Linked DNA regions of Zea mays: region 2 is linked to region 1. The links are chromatin contacts, called in public Hi-C maps. All regions are on one chromosome and are shown on one strand. The core of a region is the stretch at or near the end of the contact, and the rest is flanking DNA. Distances in the headings are between cores, read along the strand shown.

What was found. Hi-C and Micro-C count contacts between places; a contact is called where the count stands out from the background.
Region 2: a Hi-C map of leaf shows a contact between it and region 1, with 5 times the contacts expected there. The contact joins two enhancer-like sites. A contact is called at or near these places in 3 of 25 Hi-C or Micro-C datasets (ear, leaf and tassel) and 1 of 3 datasets of contacts at active chromatin or transcription factors (seedling).

Annotation. Positions count from the first base shown.
Region 1 is chr1:19,376,421-19,383,810 of Zm-B73-REFERENCE-NAM-5.0, reverse strand. No RefSeq gene overlaps it. Among protein-coding and RNA genes, the nearest start is that of LOC100274829, 66 kb to the right of the region's middle. Within about 2 kb of position 6,025, at least 14 of the 20 cell types and tissues checked have an H3K27ac peak or open chromatin away from gene starts, as enhancers often do. A contact at or near this core is called in ear, leaf, seedling and 1 more, where this site is marked.
Region 2 is chr1:19,439,149-19,445,913 of Zm-B73-REFERENCE-NAM-5.0, reverse strand. No RefSeq gene overlaps it. Among protein-coding and RNA genes, the nearest start is that of LOC100283435, 18 kb to the left of the region's middle. Within about 2 kb of position 3,698, at least 20 of the 20 cell types and tissues checked have an H3K27ac peak or open chromatin away from gene starts, as enhancers often do. A contact at or near this core is called in ear, leaf, seedling and 1 more, where this site is marked.

The DNA of each region.
Region 1 (7,390 bases), core at 4,776-7,275:
TCCACGCACTCCACGTCGCATTCGTACGTGTGTCGGTACGTGGGCCCGACGGTGATGACCCCGTTGGGGCCCGGCATCTTGAGCTTGAGGTAGGTGTAGTTGGGGATGGCCATGAACTTGGCGTAGCATGGCCTCCCCAACACTGCGTGGTAGGTTCCTCGAAACCCGACCACTTCGAACGTGAGGGTCTCCCTTCGAAAGTTGGAGGGCGTCCCAAAGCAGACGGGTAGATCGAGTTGTCCGAGGGGTTGGACGCGCTTCCCGGGGATGATTCCGTGGAAAGGCGCAGCGCCCGTCCGGACCGAGGACAGATCGATCCGCAGGAGCCCGAGGGTCTCGGCGTAGATGATGTTGAGGCTGCTGCCTCCGTCCATGAGGACCTTGGTGAGCCTGACATTGCCGATGATGGGGTCGACAACGAGCGGGTATTTCACCAGGCTCGGCACATGGTCGGGATGGTCGGCTTGGTCGAAGGTGATGGGCTTGTCAGACCAGTCTAGGTAGACTGGCGCCGCCACCTTTACCGAGTAGACCTCCCGACGCTCTTGCTTGCGGTGCCGAGCCGAGGCGTTTGCCGCTTGCCCACCGTAGATCATGAAGCAGTCGCGGACCTCGGGGAACTCTCCTGCCTTGTGATCTTCCTTCTTAGCGTCGTCGACAGCCCTGCCACCCTCCGCGGGTGGCCCGGCCTTGTGAAAGTGGCGTCGAAGCATGGCACACTCCTCAAGGGTGTGCTTGATGGGCCCCCTGATGATAGGGGCACGACTCCTTGAGCATCTTGTCGAAGAGGTTGGCACCTCCGGGAGGTTTTCGAGGGTTCTTGTACTCGGCGGTGGCGACAAGGTCCGCGTCGGCGGCGTCGCGTTTCGCTTGCGACTTCTGCTTGCCTTTCTTCTTGGTGCCGCGCTGAGTTGACGCCTCGGGAACATCTTCCGGTGGGTGGCCCAGGGGCTGCTTGTCCTTCCGAAAGATGGTCTCAACCGCCTCCTGGCCAGAGGCGAACTTGGTGGCGATGTCCATCAGCTCGCTCGCCCTGGTGGGGGTCTTGCGACCCAGCTTGCTCACCAGGTCGCGGCTGGTGGTGCCGGCGAGGAACGCGCCGATGACATCTGAATCGGTGACGTTGGGCAGCTCGATGCGCTGCTTCGAGAATCGCCGGATGTAGTCCCGGAGAGACTCTCCCGGCTGCTGGCGGCAGCTTCAAAGATCCCAGGAGTTTCCAGGGCGCACGTACGTGCCTTGGAAATTGCCGGCGAAGGCTTGGACCAGGTCGTCCCAGTTGGAGATCTGCCCCGGAGGCAGGTGCTCCAGCCAGGCTCGAGCGGTGTCGGAGAGGAACAGGGGGAGGTTGCGGATGATGAGATTATCATCGTCTGTTCCACCCAGTTGGCAGGCCAGCCGATAGTCCGTGAGCCACAGTTCTGATCTCGTCTCCCCCGAGTACTTTGTGATAGTGGTCGGGGTTCGGAACTGGGTCGGGAACGGCGCCCGTCGTATGGCGCGGCTGAAAGCCTGTGGACCGGGTGGTTCGGGCGAAGGACTCCGATCCTCCCCGCTGTCGTAGCGTCCCCCATGCCTGGGGTGGTAGCCTCGGCGCACCCTCTCGTCGAGGTGGGTCCGACGGCTGTAGTGATGGTGCTCGTTGCCGAGGCGACCCGGGGCCGCAGGCGCTGTGTTGCGCGTACGCCCGGTGTGGACCGAGGCTTCCCGCATGAATCGGAAAGTCGCGGCGCGATGTTCCGAGGGGTACCCCTACCTTCGGGAGGTGGAGCTTTCGGCCCGTCGGACCGCGGCGTCCTCTAGGAGATTCTTGAGCTCTCCCTGGATACGCCGTCCCTCGGTGGTTGATGGCTCCGGCATCGCGCGGAGAAGCATTGCCGCTGCGGCCAGGTTTTGGCCGACTCCACTGGAAACCGGTGGCGGCCTTACCCTGACGTCGTCGGCGATGCGGTGCTGGATGCCTTGGGGGAGATGACGCGCTTCTCCGGCCGGAGGTTGGCTCGCCCATTCCTGCCCGATGTCCCGGCGGATCGGCTCAAGCGTTCCTGCTCCCTCGTCGAGCCTGGCCTGCATCTCGCGGATTTGCTCGAGCTGTGGGTCATGACCCCCCGCCGGAATGGGAACCACAGCTAGCTCCCGAAGGATGTCAACGCGAGGCACGGGCCTAGGGGGATCACCGTTCTCCGGTATACCAAGATGGTTGCCTTCGCCGGGACCCCCTAGATCAACGTGGAAACATTCGCGACTTGGACCGCAGTCCTCGTCGCCGAGGCTACGGCTACCGTCGGAACAGTCGGAAAGGCAGTAGTCGCATGCGGTCATGAAGTCCCGCACGACACTGGGGTTACCAAGTTCGGAGAAATCCCAACAGAGGTCGAGCTCGCCATCTTCCTCGGACCCCGAGGGCCCGTAGGCCGAGACGGCCGTCAGCCGGTCCCAGGGTGACCGCACACGATACCCCAGAGGGTTTGGACTCGCCTCTATGAGAGTGTCCGCCGAAGCGGAGTTGCTTGGCGGGTCGAGGCCGAATTCAAAAGGCGCGAGATGGGAATCGGTCGGTACCTTTTGGTCGATGGGCGGTGACGAAGTCACGTCAGGGACTGACTGCACCGTCGTCTCAGGTACGAGGGTGATGCCCAGCAAGTCCTTCGCGAGCGTGTTGGCGTCGTCCGTTTGCTTGAGGTTAGTGTGTTGCGGGGAGACGGCACTCGTCTTCGTCTCAGACGCGAGGCCGATGCCCGACGCGCTCTCCGTTGGGGCGCCAGCGCCGTCGACTCACTCGACAGCCAACGAGGTGTCGCCTCCTGCTTGGCCTTGGTTGCCCCGCCTCCTCCTCCGTCGGCGGGGGAGGGGACGGGATAAGCCCGAATGTTGTCCTTCCACCACGTGGGGAAGGCGTCGTCGATTTCCTCGCCGGCGGGCGGGTTGTCGACCGCCATTGTCGCTGTCGCGGCGGGGGATGGAGTATCATGTCGTAGCTGCCGTCGAAGGACCTGAACTCAAGACTCCCGAAACGGAGCACCGTCCTGGGCTGGAGTGGTTGCTGGAGACTGCCCATCTGGAGCTTGACGGGAAGCTGTTCGTCAACACGCAGCAGGCCCCTACCCGGCGCGCCAACTGGCAGCGTTTTAGAACCCGGGGGTCCCTAGACCGACGAGTGAATTATCGCCGCGTGCCCCAGCCCAGATGGGTCGGCGCGAGGCGGAACGCGAAGGGGTGAAAAAGCAGCCGGAGGGAGACAGGCGTGGGAGGTGGAACCCGCGGCCTTCGTGTTAGCCCCGCGCCTAGGTCGGGTGCGCTTGCAGTAGGGGGTTACAAGCGTCCACACGGGAGGGAGCGAGCGGCCTTGCGCGAGCGTCGTCCCGTCCTTCCCCGCGCGGCCCACCCTTTGTAAGAGGGCTCTGGACCTCCCTTTTATAGGCGTAAGGAGAGGATCCAGGTGTACAATGGGGGGTGTAGCAGTGTGCTAACGTGTCTAGCGGAGGAGAGCTAGCGCCCTAAGTACATGCCATCGTGGCAGCCGGAGAGGTTTTGGCACCCAGTTCGCGTGGTGTCGTGGCCGTCGGAGGAGCGCTGGAGCCTGGCGGAAGGACAGCTGTCGGGGCTGTCGAGTCCTTGCTGACGTCCTCTTGCTTCCGTAAGGGGGCTGAGAGCCGTCGTCGTCACAGGGCATGCGGGGCGCCATCATTACTCGTATAGTGGAGCGAGCCAGATGGGACGCCGGTCTTGTTCCCCATAGCCTGAGTCAGCTCGGGGTAGGGTAATGATGGCGCTTTCTGTTGACGTGGTCGGTTCGTGCCCTAGGTTGGGCGAGGTGGAGGCTCCTCCGAGGTCGAGGTCGAGTCTGTCTCCCAAGGTCGAGGTCGAGTCCGAGCCCCCGGGTCGGACGAGGCGGAGACCGTCGGCTAAGGCCAGGGCTGAGTCCGAGCCCTGGGGTCGGGCGAGGCGGACTTCGTCGTCCTTCGGGGCTGAGCCCGGGTCCGAGCCCTGGGGTCGGGCGAAGCGGAGTTCATCGTCTTCCGGGGCTGAGCCCGAGTCCGAGCCCTGGGGTCGGGCGAAACAGAGTTCGTCGTCTTCCGGGGCCGAGCCCGAGTCTGAGCCCTGGGGTCGGGCGGAGCGGAGTTTCCCATGGCGCCTAGGGCCGGACTTGGCTGCTGTCAGCCTCACTCTGTCGAGTGGCTCAGCAGTCAGAGCGGCGCAGGCGGCGCTGCCCTCTTGTCAGACCAGTCAGTAGAGCGGCGAAGTGACTGCGGTCACTTCAGCTCTGTCGACTGGAGGCCGGGCGTCAGGATAAAGGTGTCAGGCCACCTTTGCATTAAATGCCCCTGCGATTTGGTCGGTTGGCGTGGCGATTTGGCCAAGGTTGCTTCTTGGTGAAGACTGGGCCTCGGGCGAGCCGAAGGTGTGTCCGTTGCTGGAGGGGGTCCTCGGGCGAGACGTAGATCCTCCGGGGTCGGCTGCCCTTGCCCGAGGCTGGGCTTGGGCGAGGCGTGATCACGTCCCTCGAATGGACCGATCCTTGACTTAATCGCACCCATCAGGCCTTTGCAGCTTTGTGCTGATGGGGGTTACCAGCTGAGATTTAGGAGCCTTGAGGGTACCCCTAATTATGGTCCCCGACACCTTTCATCACCTCATATCTCATACTCCACTATGTACACAACACTCTATAATGTAACACAATGTTTTGCTGGACTATATGTATGATCTACTTCTCACAGCGTAAGACACGGTAATAGGCTAGTAGCTGATAGCAGCGTAGAATGGATCTATGCATCATGGATTCAATATTTCTCCCTCCGTCCCATAATTATAAACCAATCCAAACTTTTGTAAACAGTCAGAGCGATCTTAAATTTAACTAAATTTATATAATAGAATAATAATTTTTATAATTCCAAATAGATGTTATTAATTTTTCACCGGTTGTATTCTTGTAGCATATCTATTTTATGTCATAATTTTATTTTTTTGTTAGACTTAAAAGCTTTAACTCTCTAAAAAATTTAAATATCTTGTAATTTGAAACTGAGAGGATATCGGTTCAACTCGTGCCTAGCATTATCTATCATATAGTGTGACTATCTAACACAACAATCGAAGTTTTGGAGTCAGACACATACATGGCCAAGTGCAAGTGGACCGACCGCATAGGGCTTCTACAATTCTGGGGGCCCTAATTTGGTTGTGTTGGATATTTAGATGTGTCTGAATCGTGAAATATAATCGCGTATAGAAAACAAACACGAACATTGTCGTCGGCGCATCACGTGATACACTACGAGGCATAAGGTACCTATCGTCGATCTAGACAACTCCTGTATTCAGCACGTCTTAGTAGTCACCTCTGTAGTCAGCATGTAGCATCAACATTTAATAACAAACTGACCTGCACGCAAGATTTTGAAGCTTACATGTGAAGGCAGTGACTTGATCATCAGTTAATTCAACAACACCAGGTATATATTAGCCAATCAAACCACTAATACTTTTTTGTGTTGTCACTAGCGATTACAATAATCTAAACCTCATTAACTAAAAAATATATTCATTTTACTAGGTATGTGCTAGTTTAATTAATTAATTTGGCCATGCTTGTTATGCATAAAATAGAGAGAGCAATTTTATCATCACATTTTTAAAGTTAGAAAATGTTATTCTTGTTATAAAAAGTGCAAGGAAAAAAAGGCCTCGGTATGTGTTTCGCTCCGGGGCCCAAAAAACATAGGTACGAGCCAGTTTGAAGTACAATGCTAACCACGTGAGCCATACAAAATGAATGGTCCTTTATTTAGCGTCTCGGGCTTTAGCTTGGAATATGTAATAAGGATTTTAATTCAGGTGTGTTGCTGTAATAAGTTTGGATTTATGCCTATTCTTTCTTGAAAAAGTTTGAAGCTATAATTTTTTTCTATTATCTTGAAAAAGATTGGTCCTCAGAATGTCAAGCGTAGATTGTTAGCACAGCAATGTTTGGCTTGATCTTTGCTATAGGAGAAGGTAAGTTTTTATGGGCCTTGAAGCCGTTAACTTGACGGTTCTGCCCTTCTGAGGCCTTCTTGCAGTTATGGGCCGATATCTTGGGCTGTCGCCTGTCAGGCACTTTGGGAAACAATTCAAGAATCCGGAAGACGTTTTTTTTTTGGAAAGAAAACGTCGGGCGACGCGTCACCAAATTCTCTGGACAGTCTGTTTAGGTTCAAACAGTACTTTCTATAGAATGGCGACAAATATACAAACACACAATAGCTAATTTGATTGAACATGAGAAAACAATGCGCCATCACTACGCAGCTCAAGCAACTGCTAGTTAAAATGACGGGAGAGAGGGTACCTTTGGCCCGTTTTTTTTCACGCACAATGTGTTCTCTTTCAGGCCCAGTTTAGTTGCTAGAAGTTGAGAGAAATTGAAAAGTAATTTAATAAACAAATAAAAAACACTATCTAAATATTTATAGAATCCAAACAGGCTGTTAGTGAGCTTTTAGTTTTCCCTTTATAAACAGAAAACAAACAGAGAGTGTGAGATAATTGATGGCGAGTCAAACAAAAGTTACTTTTATGAACAATATATAGTATTTTTTTTGTTTAAAATGATCTAACAACCATTCAAATTACACCATGAATATCAATTGCTGCATATTAACAAAGATAGGCATGTACCAATCTAGGGAAAATATCATATAAAGTATCGAAATTAAATACTGCAGACGGCATCTAAGCAAAGAAAAGTAACTATTTCTTTCTAAGACAAATGACCATGAAGACAGTATTATATAAGCTACAAAGAAAACACGAACTATTGGTGTACAACTTATAAAATATAAATGTTATAAGTTTGGAACAAACAATTTATATATAGCTAAGAGATAGGGACATTTGTATTTGCGGCAGATTCAGCTGTAAGTCTGTAACCCATCCCATCTTTAGGGTGACGGGAATGGGTGCGAAAATCATTCTTTCATTCCTGTTTCTATATATATGTTTTAGAAATGTGATCGGATGTGAGAAAAAAAGACAGAACTAACAATGTTTTAAGAAATGGAATCAGATTTGAAAAAGCCTAAACTAGAAATAGAATCAGGATATGTGGACATATGGAAATGGGAGATGATCTAATATTCTCAATTATGCATATATAAAGGCACACAATAATATACACATAGATACATGAAGATCGGTTTGATATTTTTTTGCAAGTCATATGTGTTAATAGGTGTGTGCCCGTGCGTTGCAACGGGAAACATATAACTGTGGACGCCCATGGCAGGTAATGGTCGCACGTGGTATAGTGCAGGAGCTGCAACGCGGCGCTCAAGGCCATGAAGGCGCTCGAGGCTGCCCTGCAGGTGGCCTCAGTCGTCGTCGTCGGGTTCCTTGCCGTCGCCAA
Region 2 (6,765 bases), core at 2,449-4,948, 64 kb before region 1:
CATCTATCGTTATTGGTGGCTAGGACAACGGATACTAAATAAATATTAGAGTTGGAAACCTATCTGTGCAGTAGTCCCGCGACGTGGTGTATGTAAGATGCATGTGCATGACATCTAAAACACAATCTCTATTCTCTATGCATGCTCCTACCCCCGTAAATTAAATAGAATACTCCTCCAGGTGCAGCTGTACTGTACTGTGCCGCGAATAATGGTGCTGGTGCATATGTCCATGTTCTGCAGGAACTGATGAAGGAGCTACCGCTACCGCTACCGGGGGCAGAGCCACGTTCTTTGGTTCGGCTGGGGGTGCTGGCTGGAGCTCATCATCAGATTCAGACACAGCACAGGATCGAAGAGACGGTACGGTAAGCCGCCGTATGCCGAAGCTGAGCAGAGCTCTTGTGTTGTGTGGTGGCGAAACGTGGCAGGCACTGTGCCGGCGGAGACGGCACCACCGAGCCGGCAGCCCAGCTCAGAGCAGCGCTTTAGGAACCGTCCCGGGACCCACGGACAGATTAAAGTAAAGGAGGACCGCGAGCGCGAGGTCCTAAAGTGCGGCGGCTCAACCTATACACCTAGCGATTGATGCTGCTGCAGTTGGAGCTAGCAGCCTAAAAGGCTACGGCTCGAAACCCTAGGGCCTAGGCAGACGCCAGGCACGGCGCTCCTCAGCTCCTCCTGCTGCTGCACTCTCGATCGACGTTCTTCTAGATGCGATGCTCTCTCGTGTTCATCTTTTCCCACGGCACGGCACGCAGCAAGGCAGGCTAGCTAGCTAGCGTAGGCGTAGCGATGTTGAAAGTTGAATGCTTCGGTACGGCGGCCTCGGCCAAGATTTTCTCCTCGTGTCGTGCTCGTGCATCTGCATGGCCATGCATGCATGCACGCGAGACGGCGAGAGGGCGGCTTTTATTAAATTTCGGGGTGACCGTGGATGATCCAAAGGCTACCTTATCCGGCCCGGCCGCTTTGTCAACACCGTGATCTACCCGGCTCGGCTGGTTTCATCAACATCAGGGTGAGGGTGACGCACAGGCACAGCACAACAACGGAACTCTTCGCAGGGGTGCACGAAGACGATGATGGTTTCTGCATGCTTCTCGACATGGGGTACGGTGTGGGTGCCGTGCTGGCGGTTCGATCGAGATCGGGGGCCCTGCCAAACCATCGGTCTCCTCATAAAAGGAACAGGCCACCGACGCAAAAAGATAGTGAGGTGAAGACTGTCCCGCTGGCTGCTGCGTTTTATTCGAGCACAACCTGAACAGATGAGCATTGCCCAACATCCGAACGACGTGTTCCGGAAGCCCGAACATTTCAATGTATGGACGCTGTTATCCGAGTTCCTATCTCTTGTACGAAACGCCAGCCACTGCGTCCGATTTCCCGCGCCCTCAGAACGGGGTAGCCGGGGAATCTATTCCTAGACCTCTGAAAAAAGCAGGGCGCGGAGGGAGGGAGGGAGAAGCAACCTCTTTTGGGCCCACCCCACGCAGAAAAAAAAGTCGTGGGCACTGCCGACCGACTGACTGACTGACACCGATTGATTGATGGATGGATGGATGGCTAAAGTGCCAACACACACTCCCACTCCCTAGTGCCAGGACCTGAGACGGGCAGCGACGTGTGGGTGTGGGTGTGTGTGTCGTCTTCTTCCCACGTCCCTCGGCTCGGACCCGACGACGATTCTCCATTGGCCGGGCCGGCGCCGCCGCCGGGGACGGAGCTCTGTTCCGGTTCGCGTTCGGTTCGGCCGTGCTGCGATGCCATCCACCAGTTCTGCGCATGCCCAGGCCCAGCCCTGCCCAGCAGACCGCCCGTGCCCGGAGTAGAAAACTTTGGAAAACGAAACGAGGTGTGCGTGCATCGGTCATCAGTGCATGGCATGGGCAGGAGTGTGAGTGATCCTGTCAGGACAGTGGAAAAGCTGCTGCTGCTTCTGCTGCTGAGACGACGGGTGCGATCGAAAGAAAGCGGCGCGCTGCGCCTGTCTGCCACTGCAGCCGGCCTTCACGGAATCACGGACACGGGGGGAAACGACGGCCTCGCCACCCCGAAGAAGAGAACAGCATCAGGTTGGGAGGGTTCACGGACGGGGAGGGAGGACCAACGGCAGCGCGGAGAACCACCGCCACCGGCAGTCACCAACTAGAAAAAGGAGAGGACAGTCGACGCCGCATACATAGCCCATGGCGTCTATCGGTTCGGAGGTGTGGATACCAATCCTGTATACACACCGGTTGGCGATGCCCCACGTTCGGTGACCCGAGACCATAGCTGGGTGGGGCAGGCTTCCGGTCAGAGCACGCACACAGTACCGTTTGCAACGTCCAGTAGTACCGCTACTACAAACTGTAGGGCGTCGTCAAATCTGGTCCCGCCCCGGGCCCGACGCCAGCCTTATCAGGCTACAGGAACGGACATGCCACGTGGTAATAAAGGCAAAGGAGCGGCTGTTGTGTTGACTCGACCTGTGCTGCTCTGGAAGTCTGGATCCATGCACGACGCGACGGCGTGGCTGGCATGCCATGCAGGACGGCAGCTTTCGATCGCTACCGGACATTTGGTGTTCGCTAGTGCTCTGCCACTGCCCCGCTAGTCTCGCTCACCACCAGTCTTCTGGCCGGTTCTGGCCACGCGCACTAAAAAAAAAAACTCTCCTGCTGCATCGGCGCGGCGGGCTTTACACTGGTCCACCGCCAGCCACGCGCAGCCTCCCTCCCCTTCGCCGCTGCTGAGCCCACAGTTTTAGAAGTGACACGGCGTGCCGCTGCCGGGTCCTTGCTACTGACCACCGGCCCCGTGGTGCGTCGGTCTCGGACCGTGACAGCCGCGACGCCGTGGCCGCGACGCCGGGTGGGGTGGTGGACGAGCGCCGGAGCCCGCGCGCCCGGGAACACGTCGGCAGTTGCGCACAGGCGGACGGGTAGAGGTGAGGCACAGCGCGCGGGGGCGATACTAGGGAGTAGGGAAGAAGGGCGCGCGCCTAGGTGTCACCGGCCGGTTCAGATGCCTGAGCAGACGCGCCGAATGGAAACAGGCAGAGGCATCAGCCGCGGAGTAGACGAATCGGACTCGGTTTTGGCGTCGTCCGGGGAAACAGGCAGAGGCTGTGAGAGCCTAGAGGACGGGACGACACACGCGATTCTCACCCGCTTCCTTGCCTCGTCGTGCGTGCCTTGCTTTGTCGATCTCCGGCCGCAGGCGGCGTACTACGGGTACGGCCACGGCGTGCCGTGCCGAGCCAGCCGAGCTGTTCGTGTCGGCGGCCCACCCAACCCATGCGGTCACACTCACACATACGACGGATGCGCCGTGCGCGCAACAGTCCGTGTGTAAATAACGCACAGTGAAGCCTTTGGACGTATTTTTCACATGCGTGGAAAAGTCAGACATGGCACCATTCTCTGGAGCCGCGCGCCATTCATCTCACTGATCTGGAGTGATCTCAGACGCCGACGAGGCGACGACAAAGGCCAGATTAGCGAAAACGACCATCGCAGTGTGCAGCTTTCGAGTCTTATCCTCCTCCTCGCCGGCCACTGGCCACGCGTGGTTGCTTTCCTGACCTTTGCTGCGCTCCGCGCTTCAGAAACGTGCGTGTCATTGAGTGCATGGTTGGATTTTTGCGCTAGGCGCTGGAGACCGTGCAAAACTCGCCACGTGCCCACGTCCTGTAGCCGTTACTGATAAAAGTGGTACCGGCAACTGTCCGAGCTTTTTGAGCACGAAGGAGATGCCGTGACCCTACTGTGCTCTGTAGGCTTGCTTTTCCGTGCGAGCTAGTTCTACTGCTGTGCCTGCGTGCTCCTACGTTTCCACTGTCGTTTTTCATAGTGTGTGAGTGAGGGCCCGCCGACGTACCAGCAAAATGGATTTGATCGACACAGCTAGTTTAATAATATAATCTTTAGTGAACTTTATAATATTATCATGTCTTATATATACCCAAATAGAAGCCTATACATATAATAACTTTATAATAATACAAGCTACATATTTAATACCTAGTCCACCTCTTCCTCTCACATGGAGTCTTAGAATCTGTGTGCAATCCATTGTCATCAGCATGGACGGAGCCACGTTGGCCGTATTGCTGTCCAAGAACAGCAATGGTTTTAACAAAACTCATGATATTTGTTGGCACCTACTGTAGATGACAACAGTTCATGATGTAGCTGGACCTCAGTCCTCTCGCATCAATTTGCCTTCTTCCTATGGATCAATTTGCCTTCTGCATGCTGGTTACCGCACGACTGTTCTGAATACGGATGGTAGTACTTAATGCATGTTCAAAATGTTATGAACATGGCTGACAATGCATGCGTGGTCTCAGTGATTTTTGACATGGACACATGGTGAGGCAGATATAAATTCTTCTAAATGAACTAAACAACACACGTTGCAAACATTAACCAGTTTGGCCTCTGCTGGTTGAGTTCATCATGGCAGATGCAAATATTTCAGTATCTGAGTATTTAATTCTTTTTCGTGCCCTAGTGGCTTATTTTGTACATGTGTAGACAATTAATAATTTAACTTGACAAATTTTATATGAAGTATGACTATGAATGACTGCATCATATGTTTTGTTGAGCCCGCTATAGTAGTATAATTCCCGATGATGTTATAATTGATAACCTTCAAAAGATGAAGAATCACACTGCATAATGCTTCTGGGGGTAAATATTTGACTTTATTTAAATAATGATATTTTAATTTAATGTTGTATTATATGGGGTTACACATTGACATGAAATTAGAATCTTTTTATTATATTATTTATAGTGTGACATCGTTAGTAAAAAAATTCTAGATCCATCCCTGGTCATCAGGCTACCAGTGAACAACTAACTTTTTCTCTCTTTATTTTTCTTTCTTCCACATCACCACAAATTTGATGTGACTTTCCTAGTTTCCTTACATCCCGACTACACCATCTTATTATACAAGCTCTAAAAGGGAAAGGAAAGGCCGCACCACATAAGATGGTACGGCTCACTAAAACCGAGCAGACAAACACACGAGTACTACTTCCTCCTGGATCTCCGCACAGGCTATCTCCAGCGATCCTAGGCAGTGTTTGGTTTTCCACATATTTTGAGCAGTTGGATACTGCACAAATTCGGATACAAATTCTATTATAAATTTATATTGAGATTGCAAGATTATGGTACAAAATCCAATACAAAATCTAGAAGTTGTTTGGCTAATAATGAGATTTTAAAACAATGTTCTGCAAGATTACTCATATCACCTGAAAGTCGCCTAGAGGGGGGTGAATAGGGCGAAACTAAAATTTACAAAGTTAATCACAACTACAAGCCGGGTTAGCGTTAGAAATAAAAGCGAGTCCGAGAGAGAGGGTGAAAAACAAATCACAAGCAAATAAAGAGTGAGACACAAGGATTTGTTTTACCGAGGTTCGGTTTTTGCAAACCTACTCCCCGTTGAGGTGGTCACAAAGACCGGATCTCTTTTAACCCTTTCCCTCTCTCAAACGGTCACTTGGACCGAGTGAGCTTCTCTTCTCAATCACACGGGACACTAAGTCCCCGCAAGGATCACCACACAGTTGGTGTCTCTTGCCTCGGTTACAAGTGAGTTGATCTCAAGAAAGAATGAGAAAGAAAAGAAGCAATCCAAGCGCAAGAGCTCAAATGAACACAAATGTCACTCTCTCTAGTCACTATTGATTTGGAGTGATTCCAGACATGGGAGAGGATTTGATCTGTTTGGTTGTGTCTAGGATTGAATGCTATAGCTCTTGTAATGTGTTGGAAGGTGGAAGACTTGGATGCTATGAATGGTGGGGTGGTTGGGGTATTTATAGCCCCAGCTAGTTTGGTGGAGGCTGCTGTCGAATGGCGCACCGGACAGTCCGGTGCGCCAGCCACGTCACCCGGCCGTTAGGGTTCGACCATTGGAGCTCTGACTGGTGGGGCCTCTGGGCTGTCCGGTGGTGCACCGGACAAGTCCTGTAGACTGTCTGGTACGCCTGCTGCGCGTGCTCTGACCTCTGCGCGCGTAGGCGCGCATTAAATGCGTTGCAGTCGACCGTTGCGCGCGAAGTAGCCGTTGCTCCGCTGACACACCGGACAGTCCGGTGAATTATAGCGGAGCGGCCTCCATTTTCCCGAAGGTAGCGAGTTCAGCGTCGAGTTCCCTGGTGCACCGGACACTGTCCGGTGCGCCAGACCAGGGCACACTTCAGTTGGCTTTGGCTCTCTTTGTTTGAACCCTTTCTTGGTCATTTTATTGGTCTATTGTGAACCTTTGGCACCTGTAAAACTTATAATCTAGAGCAAACTAGTTAGTCCAATTATTTGTGTTGGGCAATTCAATCACCAAAATCAATTAGGAAAATATGTAAGCCTATTTCCCTTTCAATCTCCCCCTTTTTGGTGATTGATGCCAACACAAACCAAAGCAAATATAGAAGTGCATAACTAGTTTGCATAATGTAAGTGCAAAGGTTGCTTGGAATGAAACCAATAAATATTACTTACTAGATGCGCATAGATGTCTTTTCTTCTTATTAACATTTTGGACCACGCTTGCACCACATGTTTTGTTTTGCAAAAATGTTTTGGAAATTCTTTTCAAAGTTCTTTTGCAAATAGTCAAAGGTAAATGAATAAGATTTTTGAGAAGCATTTTCAAGTTTTGAAATTTTCTCCCCCTGTTTCAAATGCTTTTCCTTTGACTAAACAAAACCCCCCCCTTAATGAATTCCTCCTCTTAGTGTTCAAGAGGGTTTTA